Linked DNA regions of Arabidopsis thaliana: region 2 is linked to region 1. The links are chromatin contacts, called in public ChIA-PET maps. All regions are on one chromosome and are shown on one strand. Each heading gives the region's core, a stretch centred on a gene start, on an enhancer-like site or on the middle of the called end of the contact. The rest is flanking DNA. Distances are from core to core; before and after follow the strand shown.

Evidence for each region. ChIA-PET counts read pairs in DNA pulled down with a chosen protein or histone mark.
Region 2: a contact with region 1 is called in an H3K4me3 ChIA-PET map of shoot, with 12 read pairs. The contact joins the promoter of AT5G35320 here to the promoter of EGY1 in region 1. A contact is called at or near these places in 12 of 26 Hi-C or Micro-C datasets (callus, cotyledon, leaf and 4 more), 2 of 2 datasets of contacts at active chromatin or transcription factors (seedling and shoot) and 1 of 3 other capture datasets (seedling).

The regions. Positions count from the first base shown.
Region 1 is chr5:13,486,266-13,489,036 of TAIR10.1, forward strand. It overlaps EGY1 (Peptidase M50 family protein), which reads right to left and starts at 1,329. Exons shown (of 10, transcript NM_122913.4): 1 at 946-1,329; 2 at 260-715; 3 at 31-171. The coding sequence starts at 1,281.
Region 2 is chr5:13,520,357-13,523,127 of TAIR10.1, forward strand. AT5G35320 (DBH-like monooxygenase) reads left to right here and starts at 1,390. Exons shown (of 3, transcript NM_122923.3): 1 at 1,390-1,644; 2 at 1,735-1,924; 3 at 2,409-2,771. The coding sequence starts at 1,537. It also overlaps the pseudogene AT5G35310.

The DNA of each region.
Region 1 (2,771 bases), core at 79-2,578:
TACGATAGAGACACATAAGTTTTTACTTACATGAAACAAAAGAATTCCCAATACACCATAAGCTAAAGGCAATGCAGCATCTACAAATGGATACAGCAGCTCCATATCAGGTGGTTCAACAGCATTTGGATCGGTGAAATACTTTACCACCTCAGGAGGTAAGCGGTTAATCTGTTAAATCAAGTAACTTCCATTATTGCATTAAAGAATAACAGATCAACGACATCATGATGTTCGTGCTTTAGCGAAAAACATGTACCTGAGAAGCAATTCCTAACTCCACAGAGGAACCAATAGTCAAAAGAAACAATATTAAAGCAATCACATACTGCCAGAGTGTAGTTGGTCCAGGCTCCGAAACTTCTTTACGAAGCAAACCAAAGCTAACACGAGCACCACCGCGAGGATCAGGTCCTTCTGAGTTAGGCTCCTCAATCATGAATAAATTATATTTATCACTAGCAACTTCAACTAGTTTTCTCTGAAGTTTTGCAAAAACATCTTCTTTCTTTCCTCTCAAGTTCCCAAGAAAGAGAATTCCTTCCCCAAGGTCCCCAAATGGCTCTTCTTTCGTCACCCAAAATGTCGAATAACCGAAAAGTTTGTCCTTTATTAACTTGACATCTGCAGGATCTACTTTCTCTGGTCCAAGAAGCTCCATTAGCTTAAACGAATCTATTTGGAAGCTACTATATGTTGGATCAATAGTTGATGGCTGAGGAAAAAGACACAAACTTGTACTCTTAGTAACACAGTGTTTAAGAGATTGATACTAATAACCAAAATACAACCTACGAAATCGAGCAATTTCATAAAATGTGTTACAGTCCCTTCCTTGAACTCAACGTTTTCAATTTTCCATTAAAAAGATTTGCTTTTGATTTTGGTAACCACCAAACAGGACAAAACAGAACATAAGTCAGAGATAATTGTGTGTGTGTGTACCATTGAAGTCTTGTCGGAACCGAACTCGTTGCTGCTGCTAGTAGTAGAGCTACTCTTACTTGTCTCTTCATCTTCTTCTTCAAACGTTGCCGTTTTAACAACCGAAGACTTGTGGGTTTCTCCGTTTTCTCCGATACTGTCGTCTCTGTTACTGTTTTCGTCATTGCCTAAACACTTTGCAATCCTAAATCTATGAGAATCCTCTGTAGAAGAGAAACAGAGTCTCTTTTGCCATTTGGGCAGAGTTGTAATTGTTGTCTTAATGTTTTCCCGGTGAAATGATCGGAATCTAATGTTAACGGCAGCGGCAAAAGCGACGCTGGTGAGAGTCCCCATTGGAGTGGAGAGAGAGAGAGAGATAAGGGAAACGTTTATGTGGGAGCGCTTTAAAGATTGGATTATCTTCTACCGGTTTTGTACCGGTTTCATTGGCCATTTTGATTTCGGTTTACTATCTTTGGCTTCAAATATCGGTTTATCTTTACCGGTTTCATACAATTGACACATATATTCCACGATATCGATACCGGTCTATTGAATCATCAATCACCTCAAATAAATGGTTAAGTGATTTAGTTCGAATCGGTTGAATGACGAAGGATAAGTCATGAGTCATGACTAAGTGAAATAATCAAGAAACTTAGCCAAGCGAGGATGGATGGTCAAGTGGTTAAGTCATAAAGGGAATGTTTTATGTATGATCAGACTGTCATGTTGGTTTTGGACTTTCTTTTAAGAGCTGTACGTAAAGATTCGTGCACAGACCATACCGGTTAGGGTATAAGATGAAAAAGTATATTGTAGGCAAAATCTCCATTTATTTGATGAAAAAGTAATTTGTTCAAGTATCCAGTATTTGAGGTCTACATCGAGTTATCTTTACCGGTTTCATACAATTTATTTGAGGTTAAAATCTCACTTTGAGAAATTGTTCAAGTATCCAGTACTTTAATAAGATGAAAAAGTATATTGTAGGCAAAAATATCTTGATTTTTAGCAATGTAGCATTACTACATATTTCTTTGGAAAAAAAACTATCTTTTTCTAGCATAGATTTCTTCATATGTGGTATGGTTTACTTTTATTATAAATAAAAAAATCGGAATATTCGATATTTATCTTTGTATATACACAAATACAACTATATTTTAAAGGTTTTAACTATACGGTTTGAAACTGTTACTGTTAATTAAAAGTTACAGTAAGTATATCTTTTTAATCCTACTAATCTATTTTACAGTTACGGTTTAGAAACGGTTCGGTTACGATCCTAAATAGTGATTTTGATGATGCCTAAAAAACATGTTTGGTTCTTTGTTTTCAATAAGCCGGGACTTGTTTGGTTTAATTATATTTAGCTTTCTTTAATTCTTAACCGGAATTTAGTTTTGTTTTCAATTAGCCGGGACTTGTTTTATTAATTAATTCTATTTATTTATTAATTTCAGATTTATTAAAGAGTAAATTTGGAAAAATGCCCTATTTTTGAGTTTTCATTTGAAAAATACCTTCTCTTTTTTTTCTTTTTAAACAATTAATTTTTAATATACAAAATTACTAAAATAGTCTCATTAAAATTTAAGAATAACTGAAAAACGTTTTTAACTTAAAACAGAAAAAAAAATCATAAATTAAAATTTGATGTATTTAATAATTTTAAGAATAATTATTATCTTAAATATTTTTAAACAAAATTTTGTCTAAAAAGTAAAAAATAAACTTTACTAAGTGATACTTTTTAAATATTTAAAAATATTATTTTATTAAATTTTAATAAATAAATTTTTTATCTCAGAAATAGTTGAAAAAATATTTAAGAAGTCAAA
Region 2 (2,771 bases), core at 140-2,639, 34 kb after region 1:
TAACTATTACGTGAAAAAATTGTATATCAATGTTACAAAGTTATCAGAACTCACAAAAATGTACAGAAAGAAGGTCATATGATAAATCAAATTTACAAAACGTAATAATAAAAAAAATATCTAACTAAAATTACTAAATTAATATGAGGTTAGGTAGCAAACATGTAAAATACAATACAAGTAAATTTTTAGTCTTTATGGATTAATGACTATTGATAAAAAATTTTAATAAAATAAGTAGAATAGAATGAAAGTAGTACTTGATACATTAGTATGATTTTTTATTTATTAATGTTTTTAGAAAATTCATTCAAGGATGAGATTAATGGAGAATTTAACACAACAAAAGACTTTTGATTTTTTCTCAATTAGTTTTACTAGTTTTTTAATTAATTAATGTAGAATGATACATGTCATTTTCTTGTGTGATGATGTGTCATTTATATGAAGAGAGTTGACCAACTTTCACATATATGATTGCTTTGTTATCTTGTATTTTCTTTCCTCCTCTTATATATGAAGAGTTATTGAATTGATTCTTGTATATTTCACTGAATGATACAAAGAACTTGTCTTAGAAGAAGAGGTTTGTCAGATGATGGCAGCGTCGTAGAGCCTGTGTGAGTTATTGATAATCTTGAACCATCAGCAATGGTAACTGCGTCATGACCATTGTAGGGTTGATGTTGAAAGAGATGTTGGAAATTAGATGTGATGTGGTGCGTCGCTCCACTATCGAGTAGCCATGGTGAGGCAGCGTGTGCTTGTGGCACAGAATGGAGTTGAGGTAACTGGTTTAAAGCGTGTAATTGGGTGCATCGTTTTGCACCATGCCCATAGACACCACAAATTTGACACCTAGTTGGAAATTGTCGTAGTGGTGAAAAGCCAGGAGGAATGAGTGGCGCCTCCGTATGAAGAGTTTGCCTGTTGCGTGAAAATGCATGATTGGCAGTGACTGAGAATTCCATTGAATGATAGATGAAACAAGAGAAGAAGAATAGATGGTGACTCGGGGAAAAAAAAAGTTAGGTTTTTAGAGATCTTTGCTCTGATACCATATGAAGAGTTATTGAATTGATTCTTGTATATTTCACTGAATGATATTCTTACAACTTATATACACAGCCCAAGGCTTAGCTAGAGTAATTACAGAGAATATTGAGACATTAATGAAGAACTCAATTACAGGAATTTGACGTGTGAAGGAGAATCAGATTATGCACTTTCCTTAACACTCTACATTATATAGAGTTTTGAGGCTTAATTTTAATGAAAGTATTAAATTTGTCCAAAAAAAAAAGAAAAACAAATATGGAAATGTTGGGTTGGTATAAGCCAAACCGGAAATCTCTATACCAAAAACAAAACCGAAAAATTCATGAAAGAGAGTTTTATTCTTTCAGACTTCTGGATTCCTCTAGAGAAGCTGAGAAATACCAATTTTTCTTCTATACATGTCGCTTCTCCTAACTTCTCCAGAATTTTATTATTGTCTCTGCTCAAAGCTTTCACTTGCCGTTGAACAAACGAAGAATGGAGGAGAACGAGCGCTTGTCGATGAAGAGGAAAGATATTGACAGAGTAAACGATGACTTCTCTGATTTTTCCCTCTCTTCTCCCGCCAGGAAGATTCGTCGTCTGGTAAATTCTCTTTCTGAGTTGCTGAAAACCCTAGAATTCGTCTTCATGATGATGATGATGATGAATTGGTGTTATATTATGTTGATTCAGGATGTGGATTTGCCACCGATTATGGAGGAAGAAGAGATTGATTTACCGATGCAAGATACGGTCGCGGAAGAAATCGAGCTTGAGCCGGTTAACGATGAGAGAGCAATTGTTCTATTTAAGCCTCTTCATTATCATCAGCCTTCTTCTGGAAACGTATTTGTTGATCGACACTTGATTTCTGGGTTTAAGAGTAAGTTTCTTTCAACTTTCATCAATTTGTTCATGTTGTGATTGAAGCAATGGTTCATGATTAGGTATAACGTTGTTGTTGAAGTGTATTAGTGATGATTCTTTTGAACTTTCTTTAGTAATGAGATAAGTTTCAGTCTATGATTGTTAAAGGGCTTGTAAGTTAACTTTAGAAACTACTATGTCACAACAATGTCTTAGCTCAATAAGTTAAGAGTATCTTCTTTATTTTGAGATATCTCCATAAGTTTCAGTAAACAGTGCAGATAATCTAGTTTATATGGTATGAGCTCATATAGTTTTATATGTTGAACAGATTGTCATGTTAACTGGGAAATTATCATAGATATTATGAGGATTTTGCTGTGTCTTAGTGTCAGATTTTGTTCTGGTTCGTTTTGTTTGTTTGCCTTTAACTTGTGATCCAGAATGTTGACTAAATACAGACGGTTGTGTCTAAATTCTGAATGTTAACACTTGTGCAGATAGATTTCTTCGCGATGTATCGATAGCTGATGATAATCAGTATGAAGATGAGAGATTAAACAAGTGTCAAGCTGTTGTTTGCTGGAATCCGTCTCAGTCTACTTACTCACAGTCCATAGGAACCTTCCAACAACCGCGGACACTAGAGATTACTGAGTTGGATGAGACAGGTGAGGATGTGGTAATGGATGATGCATCCAATGAGATAGAAGAGGATACTGGAAGCACCAGTCTATCTTTCCCTCAGCAAGGACAGCAGCAAGAGCAAGAGCACACCTATGGTTTTGGCTTGCATCCGTGGCAGCAAGCGCAAAACTGTATGATTCCGCAGCTTCCTCAAGTCAGTACTACTCCCACTCCCA